Linked DNA regions of Sus scrofa: region 2 is linked to region 1. Evidence: chromatin contacts called from public Hi-C data. All regions are on one chromosome and are shown on one strand. Each heading gives the region's core, a stretch centred on a gene start, on an enhancer-like site or on the middle of the called end of the contact. The rest is flanking DNA. Distances are from core to core; before and after follow the strand shown. Region 1 holds the start of RGS14 (regulator of G-protein signaling 14). Region 2 has its middle 16 kb from the start of NSD1.

What was found. Hi-C and Micro-C count contacts between places; a contact is called where the count stands out from the background.
Region 2: a Hi-C map of undifferentiated spermatogonia shows a contact between it and region 1, with 1.7 times the contacts expected there. The contact joins the enhancer-like site here to the promoter of RGS14 in region 1. A contact is called at or near these places in 8 of 47 Hi-C or Micro-C datasets (alveolar macrophages, embryonic fibroblasts, mesenteric adipose tissue and 4 more) and 1 of 2 datasets of contacts at active chromatin or transcription factors (skeletal muscle).

Annotation. Positions count from the first base shown.
Region 1 is chr2:80,587,448-80,593,217 of Sscrofa11.1, reverse strand. It overlaps RGS14 (regulator of G-protein signaling 14), which reads left to right and starts at 3,220. Exons shown (of 15, transcript XM_005661452.3): 1 at 3,220-3,504. The coding sequence starts at 3,460.
Region 2 is chr2:80,822,128-80,827,897 of Sscrofa11.1, reverse strand. No RefSeq gene overlaps it. Among named protein-coding and RNA genes, the nearest start is that of NSD1, 16 kb to the right of the region's middle. Within about 2 kb of position 2,522, at least 51 of the 83 cell types and tissues checked have an H3K27ac peak or open chromatin away from gene starts, as enhancers often do. A contact at or near this core is called in alveolar macrophages, retroperitoneal adipose tissue, skeletal muscle and 2 more, where this site is marked.

The sequences.
Region 1 (5,770 bases), core at 1,971-4,470:
GACTAGAGGGAAGAAACAGGTAAGGAGACAATGGAGGTGTTATGACCACATAAGAGAGGGTGGGGCCTGGGCCAGGGAGGTCTCCACAGGGAAGGGGGGTCAGAAGTCCCACAGGTAAACCAGACATAGGTAACGAATCCCCTGTGGGAAGCCAGGGAAAGAAAAGTTGAGAACAGTGATCTGTGACATCAAGATTGTGAGGTGAGGAATTCCTGTCGTGGCGCAGTGGTTAACGAATCCGACTAGGAACCATGAGGTTGCGGGTTCGGTCCCTGCCCTTGCTCAGTGGGTTAACGATCCGGCGTTGCCGTGAGCTGTGGTGTAGGTTGCAGACGCGGCTCGGATCCCGCATTGCTGTGGCTCTGGCGTAGGCTGGTGGCTACAGCTCCGATTCAACCCCTAGCCTGGGAACCTCCATATGCCGCGGGAGCAGCCCAAGAAATAGCAACAACAACAACAAAACAACAACAAAAAAGACAAAAAGACAAAAATAAATAAATAAATAAACCATTAAAAAAAAAAAAAAGATTGTGAGGTGGCAAAAACGAAGGGCTAAGAGATGGGAAATCCTAGGGTTGGCTGGGGTCCCTGGGGTGAAGATGTGGTCAGAACTGAAACTGGCATCCATGGCGGATTGGTACAAAGAGGCATCTTTGCAGCAGCAGGAAGGGATGTGCTTAGGAAGGATGTGGTTGGGCCTTTTCAGGGAAGAAGATGAACTGTTGGTACCTGGACAGGTGGTGGCCCAGGCCTAGCACCTGTCGCCCTAAGTGCACACATTCACAGCTTAGATGATCTCTAACTCGATGTGTAAACTTGGACAACTCACTTCTCAGTTTCTTGATCTGTAAAATGGGAATAGTGAGCACCACTCACAAAGAGGTTGTGAGGATCCAATGAGGTAATTATGGTCTGTAAACCATAAAACCCCTATGAAGCTAGGCCTGGATCCACGGCCTAGCAGACAGGCAGGCAATCTCCACTCCCATCACTCACCCTACCATCCCATCACAGGTATATTGACACTGTCACACACCTTATTAAGACCACCATTGGCATTGCATTAGGCCCCAAAGCAACCTCCAATACACACACCACCCTCTATCTAGGTGGGCTGGAGCAAGGTGTCTAGAAAAAGGTGAGTTAGGACTGGGTAAGAGGTGTATTAACTAGGATAACACTAGCTGCTACAACAGGTAAACCCTAATGCGAGTTCCCCTCCTGGTGCAGCAGAACCTAATCGGACTAGGAACCATGAGATTGTGGGTTCGATCCCTGGCCTCGCTCAGTGGGTTAAGGGTCCAGAGTTGCTGTGGCTGTGGTGTAGGCCGGCAGCTACAACTCTGATTAGACCCCTAGCCTGGGAACCTCCATGTGCTGCAGGTACGGCCCTAAAAACACAAAAGACCAAAAAAAAGTAAACCCTAATGTATACAATGGCTTGAACAAGATAATTTTTCTCTCTCCCTTAACTGTCCAAAGCTTGTGTTTTTGGTGCCTGTGGACTTGCCTTCTTACACAAATGCAGAGGCCCAGGCTCCTTCCTTCTTACGGCTCCACCATCCCCTAGGGCTTCGTCATCTCCTGTATCCAGCCAGCTAAAGGGGAAGGAGAGAAGGCAGAGGGCACAGAGCACCCGATAGCCTTGGTACACGTCATCACTCCACTCGCGTTCAGTTGGTAGGAACTAGGCAGCACATAGCCACACCTGACTGTGAGGAAGCCTGGGAAATTAAAGTTTAGCAATGTGCCCAGGAGGAAAAGGACCTGAATTTATGGTGAAGAGTCACTTATTTTCTGCTTCTGAAATATTCAAGTCATGGCCTTAGAAGGAAGGGGGAGTGGAATAGAGGGTAGAATACGAAAGATGGGGTGTCACCTTTTCCTTGCAGAAAGTGGGGCCCAAACTGTAGTGCCTGGTAACTTCAGGGCTCTAGGAAAGCCCAAACTTCAGTAAAATACAAGTCTTCGTGGGTACATACATATGTAAGAAAGAGGCCAGGGATTTCCCTGGCGGCTCAGTGGGTTAAGGATCTGGCATTATCATTGTCATGGGTCAGGTCACTGCTGTAGTTCAGGTTCGATCCCTGGCCCAAAAACTTCTGCATGACACAGGCATGGCCAAAAAAAAAAAAAGGAAAAAAAGGGAAAGGGAATTCCCACTGTGGCACAGCAGAAATGAATCCAACTAGTATCCGTGAGGATGCGGGTTCAGTCCCTGACCTTGCTCAGTGGGTCTGGTGTTGCCATGAGCTGTGGTGTAGGTTGCAAATGTGACTCGGATCCCACATTGCTGTGCCTGTGGTGTAGGCCAGAAGCTGTAGCTCCAACTCGACTCAAAGCCTGGGAACCTCCATATGCCATGGGTGTGGCCCTAAAAGGGGGGGGGGCAAAAAAAAGCCAATAAGGACCCTGGCTAAAGGGACTGGGACTGGGCCAGGGCTGAGGAGGCAGACTACCCCTCTTCAGTCAACAGTACTTCACAAAAGTGGGACTTTTATGAGTGACTATGAATGCACACACACATCTTTGGGCACAGATGCACCTGGTCCATTCCCTGCCCAGCTGGGCAAGCACGTGCACACCTGGTTGCAAAGGTCACTGGGTTCATATGTGCCTTGTGCAGGTGTGCCTGTCACATGCATCTGTCCGAGGGACTGGGCACACTCATGACTGAAGGCCCAGGTATACCTGACAAGGGAGAACCCGCACACCTGAAGGATCTTGTGTGTATGTGACCATGCATGAGATGTATCCATTTGTCTGTACACCTGGGCATAGACCTGGGAGGGAGAGCCCAAAGGTGTCTCAGGACAGAGGTAGTAATGCACCCAGCTGCCAGGGGGAGGGGCACTGAGTGTGTGCATGCTCAGCACACAGCAGGTGTGGGATAGGTGTGTGCTGAGTAATGTAGACGAGTGGACATTCAGGTCCTGGTGCACAAGTTCCCATGTCCACAGAAGCCCCAGCAGGGTGTACAAAGTTTTCCAGGTGTGTGAACAGGCACTTCTGTGCCCAGACATGCCTATGGAGCTCCCCGGTCTGCGCCAGACCAGGCTGGGCTCCTCGCTGGGCACACAGAGGCCCCTGCTCTGTGTTGGTGCCTGAGTAGAGCACTGCCAAGGGTGTGTTGGCAGCATGTGCGCGCGGGCGCGTGAATGTGTGTGTGCGTGTGCGTGTGCATGTGTGTGTGTGTGTGTGTGTGTGTGTGTGTGTGAATGTAGGAAGAAGCATTCGCTCTCTTAGACCTTGCTTCTTTCTGTGGTTCGGTTTCTATAGAGACGCTTCCTGTGGCAGAGAAAAGAGGTAGTGAGCTGGTGTTTCAGGATGTGAGGGCCCGCAGGAGCGGAGCTGGGCTCTCTCTGCCGCCTGCCCATCACCGTGAAAGCTCTGACCGGCGCTGCCCGAAGTCCCCATGGTGGGCGCCTCCCGTGGCAGGGACCCGTGAAGAGCAGCGGCATGCCGGGGAAGCCCAAGCACCTGGGCGTCCCCAACGGACGCATGGTGAGTGTGGGCTCTAGGCCAGGCCCACGGGGAGGAGGTGGGTACACCCAGGGTGGAGCCCGAGAGGCACACCCGGTAGGGCTGGGCAACAGCCTGTGTGCTGCCAGCGGGCGGGAGAAGTTGGGGACAGATAGCAGCAGGTGGTGGGACCTGGTGCCCTCACCACAGGACCTTCCAGATGGCTCTGCTGGGGGACCTGGGGCCGCCCTGGGGATGAGACTAGAGGAGAGGCTTCTGGCCCAGTCCCCACTGCTCTCTTCCTTGCTACTTTGGCATCACCTGGGGTAGCAGGGAGACTGGGCATGGCCTTTGCCCCTTGACACCCCCTATACTGGCCTGAGCTCCCATACCTCACTCGGCCTCAGCAATATCGCCCCCCATGTCCTGATGCTCAAGGTCAGGTAAGGGGCAGCCCTTGCTGGGTCACTGCCCTCCCCCTAGACCTGTTCCCGAGGCTTCCTGCCAGAACTAGGAGCCCTTTGGCAGCCAGGGATGGGTCTGCAGGGTCAGGCCAAGTTGATACAGCTTCTGTCTGTTCTATTCCTGGACCACTAGGAAAGGTAGGGGGAGCTGGGTACTGGGATGCCCCTGGCTGCTGCCCCCTCCCCCAAACCTCTCCCTGGCTGTTTGGCATCTGGGTTAGAGCTGCTCTTAGAGTCCAGCTTCTTTATTCATTCAGCAGATGAGACAGGCTGTGCCGGGGCTTCTCTTCTTCTATCCCTAGGACAACAGCCCACTTGGCAGAACCCCAGTCCCTCCTAAAAACTCTGGGAAGTCCAGACAGTGTCCTAGTTTCTTACACAGCCCCAGCCTAGTACTGTGGGACAAAGCCAGTGGGTCCAGAGAGATGTGGTTTCCAATCTCAGCTCAGTTGTCCCTGGCTAGAGGGTCCTCTCTGACCCTCAGATTCTTCCTCTATAAAAATGAGAAGTTTGGAATGGATTTCAAAGGCTTGTTTAGATGATTAAGCCAAATGATGAATATGAGGCCCCTGATCCATTGTGGGGGTTCTATAACTGTCAGCCCCAATGCCCCCCACTCCATTCTCAGCCCCTCTTCAAGGACACTCTGCTTCACCATGAAGCTGAGCCACCACCTCAACCCCCGCTCCTCCTCCTAATTCCCAAGACCTATCTCTACACCCCTTCCTCCAGCATCTCTTTATTGGGTGGGAGAGAGATGAACCCCTCCAAGCTGGCCCAATCCCTCCCCCCTACCGCTATCTATACCATCAACCTAACTTTGAAAGTTCAAGCACCGGTGGGCCTCGCATTCCCACTCCGGAGGCATGACACTTGGCTCACTCCTCCCCGGGCATCCAGGCCAAGGGGGAACATGCCCACTCCCACACCCACCCCAGAGGGCAGCTGGGTAGATGCTTCCAAGCAGTGCCCAGAACAGCAGGGCAGCTGAGGGGGCCAGAGACAGATCCAGCCCTTGCCCGTCCCATGTCAACACATAGATACTATGCTCGAAGGTCATTCAGAGGAGGGAGGGCACCCAAGCTCTGCTCCCAGCCCTGGCAAGCCCACAGATGCCCTGGCCCCTTTCCGAGACTTTCACACGCAGCTTTATCTTTGCTCTTCCCAGGCTCATTCTAAACTCTCTGTGCTGCCTCTTGGAATCCCAAGGGTTACTGCTTGGCCACTTGCTGGCCATTGGGCAGCTTTCTGAGACCATGCTCAGCTGAGACAGGGAGGGACAACAGGCATCAGCATCTGTGGGCCAGCTGTCAGTCTCCTTCCATGAGCTGCCTCTTGACGGAAGCTCAATGGAGTACATGACAAGCTGAGGGCAGCTGGCAAGTAGAGGGAGTCACGTTTGAATGGACCAATCTGACTCCGTGCCAGGGCCCCTCCACCCCCCAGAACTGCCTGGCTCTGTCCTCCCCCACCTCCCCCTGCCGCCACCCGCACCCGCCACCACCATCGTTCCCTGCCAAGGCAGCTTCATGTGTCAGCCTCATCTTTCTGCCACTCAGCTAGTCAGGCAGCTGCAATGAAACCTGTCACTTAGAGATGGCTCTCAGCCCCTCCCAGACATGCCTCCATACAGCCCCAATCTCGCCCCTTCATTTGGTCACTCACTCATTCATTCAGCAACCCCTCCTCAGGGCTCGCTCAGTGCTGGCCCTATCCGGGGCATCAAGACCCAGGCCCGTCACCCTATCCCTGGCCCTCAAACAGCTCTGGGTCTGTTGGAGGACAGCAAAGGCACAGGCACGAAGAGCAGAATCAAATCCAGGTTTGGGTGAGAGTGGAGGGTG
Region 2 (5,770 bases), core at 1,273-3,772, 240 kb before region 1:
TTTCTTTCTTTTTTTTCTTTTTTTTTTTTTTTTGGCTTTTTAGGGCTGCACCCACAGCATATGGAAATTCCCAGGCTAGGGGTCAAATAGCTACAGCTCCTGGCCTATGCCACAGCTACAGCAACGTGGGATCTGAGCTGCGTTTTCAACCTATGGCACAGCTCATGGCAACTCTGGATCCTTCACCCATTGAGCAAGGCCAGGGATCAAACCTGCATCCTCATGGATCTTAGTTGGGTTTGTTAACTGCTGAGTCAAGAAGGGATCTCCCACCTCTTCTTTCTCATTTACCTCACTAATGTCACTTGTGCATTGGAGGTGAGGTAATAGGACAGTTCCCAGCCCTGGAGTAGAGAGGAGCTGGGCTGACGGGTGAGGCAGCTAACTGTGAGCACCCCCTCTGTACCAGGCACTATGCTGACATTTGTTCCTACGCGAATTCAGCACATAGTAATGAGGCAGCCACTGTGTGCTGGTCACAGGTGACACAGTACTCCCAAGCTTATGGCACACAGCAATAAGCTTATATACTTACTTTATATATAAATATGTGTTTTAAAATACACTATAGGAGTTCCCCTGTGGCTCAGCAGGTTAAGGACCTGGCATTGTCACTGCAGTGGCTTGGATTGCTGCTGTGGCACATGTTCAACCCCTAGCCTGGGAACTTCCACATGTCATAGCCTGGCTAAAAAAAAAAGCATAAAATACTTATGCTGTAAATAAGCCCGTATAGCTTAATAAGCATTTTTTTTTCTTTTTAGAACAGTACCTGCAGCATTTAGAGGTTCCCAGGCTAGGGGTCCAATCAGAGCTACACCTGCTGGCCTACACCACAGCCACAGCAAGGCAGAATCTGAGCTGCGTCTACGACCTACACTACAGCTCTCAGCAATGCCAGATCCTCAACCCACTGAGTGAGACTAGGGCTCGAACCCAAAACCTCATGATTCCTAGTTGGATTGGTTTCCACTGAGCCACCAAGGGATCTCCTTAATAAGTATTTAATGAATGAAATATCTACCTTAAGTACACATAAGACATGCAGATAGTGAGTCTGGAGCTCTTTTCAGCTAGATTGAGGTTCAGAAATTACTGGCATTTAGGGGGTGCCAGTGGCCAGACGAGATCCTCAGGGAGTCTGGGCAAACAATCAACAAACTGAGCCTCTGTCTGCCAGACAGGAAAAATGGGAGGCATGCTTATGATAGGGCAGGATGTAGAAGGGCTTGGGAAAGAGGTAGGAAGGGACTAGACAAGAGTGTGTCGGGTGGTGCTTCTGGGAGTTCCTGCTGTGGCACAAAGGGATCGGCGTTAGCAGCGCCAGACTGCAGGTTCAATTCCTGGCCCAGCACAGTGGGTGAAGGATCCTGCATTGCTGCACCTGTGATTTAAGTAGCAGCTGTGGCTTGGATCTGATCTCTAGCCTGGGAACTCCACAGGCTGCAGGGTGGCCAAAAGAAAGAAGGGGGGAAAAAAGTGGGGGCTTCTGGAAACCCTGTTGGTTCCAAAGGGTCAACAGAGTCACATGCTGCAAAGTGGAGCAGAAAAGGTTTTGAAATGCCACCAGAGAGTGGGACTGCTGGTGATCTGAAGCCAATGGGACCAGTGAAGAGATGAGAAAGGGAGGCCATGGTGAGCAGAGGAGAGAAGAGGCAGGGCTGAGCTGAAAGACTTTTCTGTCTTTCTTTTTGTCTTTTAGGGCTGCACCTCCCGCATATGGAGGTTCCCAGGCTAGGGGTTGAATTGGAGCTGTAGCCACCGGCAACGCCAGATCCTTAACCCACTGAGCGAGGCCAGGGATTGAACCTACGCCCTCATGGACGCTGGTGGGGTTCATTAACCACCGAGCCACGATGGGAACTCCAGATCTTTCTTTTAATAGAGGGAGAAAGTGCACCGTTTGTAGGCTGCCGGGAAGGCGTAAGAAGACAGGAAGTATTGCAGCTCCAGAGGAATGAAATGAGAAAGATGCACAAAAGCTGAAGGAAGCATTAAGGCGGGACTCAGGGCCCAAGAGGAGGGCCGGCCCAGTCCTCTTTTCTATCTCTGAGCAACGGGGCCAGGCTAATGGCGAATTCAGACAAATAGGCGCAAAAGGCCAGTGCAAACCCTGGAGACATCTGGGGCAAGCCAGATATTACCAGGTATGGGTGGCCTTTTCCTAGCGCTGCCCAGCGCATAAAATCACCATTTCCGAAGCTCCACGCGGGCAGAACAGCTCGCGCGGTCCACGGCTTGGCTGCTGCTGATTGGCCTGCGGGAGCCACCTGACCGAGCGGACCAATCAGATGCTCTCTCCCAGGAACGGGGCCCCACGTGTGGCCCAGAGCGGAAGCCTGAGTTGCCTAGGGGTCTGGCGGCAGTGCTGGCGGCCTGGGTACAACGGCTCTCGGCCCCTGCGGAACAATCTGCGGAACTCGGAGGCTGAGGCCCGACCTCCCCCAACCCCGCCCGGCTCCTGCCTACCCGCTGCCACGACCTGGAGTCCTTTTGCTAAATCTCCTTCTTGGCTTCTGCAGCTCCGCTAGGGTGTGTTCATCCTTGTCCCTTGATCTTGACTGGTCTAAAGTGGTGATTTGGAGGAAGACAGATCCAAGTTCCAGGCATCATGTGACCTACGACAGGTGTTTAATACTGTTCAGCCTCATCTGTAAAATAGGACTACTAATCCCTACTGCGGTGTTTTTGTGAGGATTGTAAAGCCCAGTGTCTGGTACGTGGTGAGCTCCCAAAAACATTGGTTACATTTTTTACAGTTGTCGATATAGCTACCCTTGAGGAACTCACATCCCTCATTTCACAGGGCGTTGTGTTAAGGCTACTTTTTATTCCTGTTCTCTTACTAGAATGTAAACTTCTTGTCCACAGGAATGTGCCTGTATGCTTTTTTTAGTCTTCCAACTCCTTGATCCCTCCTCTTGGTCTGATCAGGGTAAATTTAACCTATAGAAACCGTGGAAGGACAGAGTATACAAAATCGTGGGATTTACAGCATGCAGAGTCTTAATAGTTAGGTAGGGATTTTTTTTCCCCATTTTTTTAAAGTTTTACTTTAGTTGATTTACAGCGTTGTGATTCTTTGTGCTGTACAACAGAGTGATTCAGTTATACATGCATACACATCAGTTCTCTTTCAGATTCTTTTACCACCTAGATTATCACAAGATATTGGGTAGAGTCCTCTGTGCTATACAGTAGGTCCCCATTGGCTAATCATTCCATATACCTCGGTGCCCATATGCTAATCCCAAACCCCCAGTCCCTCCCTCCCTGCCTCCCACCTGTCCCCTTCTGCAAACGAGTTCATTTGTATCCTTTTTAAGATTCCACATGTAAATGATATCATATGATGTTTGTCTTTCACTGTCTAACTTCAATTAGTATGACAATCTCCAGGTCCATCCATGTTGCTGCAAATGGCTTTATTTCATTCTTTTTTACGGCTAATACTCCACTGTATTATATGTACCACATCTTCTTCATCCATTCCTCTTTCAATGAGCATTTAGGTTCCTTCCAGGTCTTGGCTATTATAAATAGTGCTGCAGTGAACTTTGGCGTACAGGTATCTTTCTGAATTACGGTTTTCTCCTGATAGATGTTCAGGAGTGGGATTGCTGGATCAGATGGTAGTTCTATTTTTTAAATTTTATTTATTTATTTATTTATTGCCTTTTCTAGGGCCGCTCCTGTGGCATGTGGAGGTTCCTAGGCTAGGGGTCGAATCGAAGCTGTAGCTGCCAGCCTACGCCAGAGCCACAGCAACTTGGGATCTGAGCCGTGTCTGCGACCTACACCACAGCTCTCAGCAACGCTGAATCCTTAACCCACTGAGCAAGGGCAGGGATCGAACCCACGACCTCATGGTTCTTAGTTGGATTCCTTAACCACCGAGCCACCACAGGAACTCCTGGTAGTTCTATTTTTAGATTGCAGTTTTTTTTGTTTTGTTTTGTTTTTGTTTTTTGGCTTTTTAGGGCCACACCTGCAGCATATGGAAGTTCCCAGGCTAGGGGTGGAGTTGGCGCTGTAGCTGTTGGCCCACGCCACAGCCACAGCAACATGGGCTGTGTTGCAACTTATGCTGCAGCTCATAGCAATGTTTAACTCACTGAGCAAGGCCATGGATTCAACCCACATCCTCTAGGATTCTAGTTGGATTCTTTTTTTTTTTTTTTTTTTTTTTTTTGTCTTTTTGCCATAATCTTGGGCCGCTCCCGAGGCATATGGAGGTTCCCAGGCTAGGGGTCTAATTGGAGCTGTAGCCGCCAGCCTACACCAGAGCCACAGCAATGCTGGATCCGAGCCGCGTCTGCAACCTACACTACAGCTCACAGCAACGCCGGATCTTTAACCCACTAAGCAATGCCAGGGATCAAACCCGCAACCTCATGGTTCCTAGTCAGATTCGTTAACCACTGCGCCACGACGGGAACTCCTCTAGTTGGATTCTTAACCTGCTGAACCACAATGGGAACTCCTGTTTGTAGGGTTTTTGATGATGACCATTCTGGCTGGTGTAAGATGGTAACTTGTAGTAGTTTTGATTTGCATTTCTCTAGTAATTAGTGATGTTGAGTATCTTTTCATGTGGTTTTTGGCTATCTGTATGTCTTCTTTGGAGAAATGCTTATTTAGATCTTCTGCTCATTTTTTGATTGGGTTGTTTGGGTTTTTTTGTTTTTTTTGGGGGGTGGGTTAGAGTCACAGGAACAGCGTGTGGAAGTTCCTGGGCTAGGGGTTCAATCAGAGCTGCAGCTGCTGGCCTACACCACAGCAACACTGGATCCGAGCTGCATCTGCAACCTACACCACAGCTCATGGCAACACTGGATCCTTTAACCCACTGAGCAAGGCCAGGGGTCGAACCCGCAGCCTCATGGATACTAGCTGGGTTCTTAACCTGCTGAGCCACAATGGGAACTCCTGTTTTTTTTGTTTTGTTTTTTTTTTTTTTTTTTTTTTTTAATTGTGCTGCAGTAGGTTTGTATATTTTGGAAATAATACCTTGTCCGTCACTTCATTTGCAAGTATTTTCTCCCATTCTGTGGGTTGTCTTTTCATTTTGTTTATGGTTTCCTTTGCTGTGCAAAAACTTTTAAGTTTATTTAGGTCCCATTTGTTTATTTTTGTTTTTATTTTCACTACTCTAGGGGTGAATCTGAGAAGGTATTACTGCGGTTTATGCCAAAGAGTGTTCAGCCTGTTTTCCTCTAAGAGTTTTATAGTATCCAGTCTTATATTTAGACTGTTTTGAGTTTATTTTTATGCATTTAATCCATTTTGAGAGTATTTTTGTGTATGGTAGAGAGTGTCCTAATTTCATTCTTTTATATATAGCTGTACATTTTCCCCAGCACTACTTATTGAAGAGACTGTCTTTTCTCCATTGTATATTCTTGTCTTCATTGTCATAGATTAGTTGACCATAGATGTGTGGGTTTATTTACAGGCTTTCTCTTCTGTTCCATTGATCTCTAGTTCTGTTTTTGTGCCAATACCATACTGTTTTGATGACTGTGGCTTTGTAGCATAGTCCCTTTATATCCTCCAAGAATATCTTCTAAGAACTGAGCCTTGAGGAAAAAAACAAAAACTGAAAAGCTATGAGTTCAATTTGACATACTGTTAGAAAACAGAAAAGCCAAATTCATAAAAGCATGTTTGAAGACCTTGCTATTAAAAAAGTCTGTCCTCAGAGGGTTAAGGACCCAGCATTGTCATTTTAGCACCTTGGGTCTCTGCCATGGCATGGGTTTGATTCCTA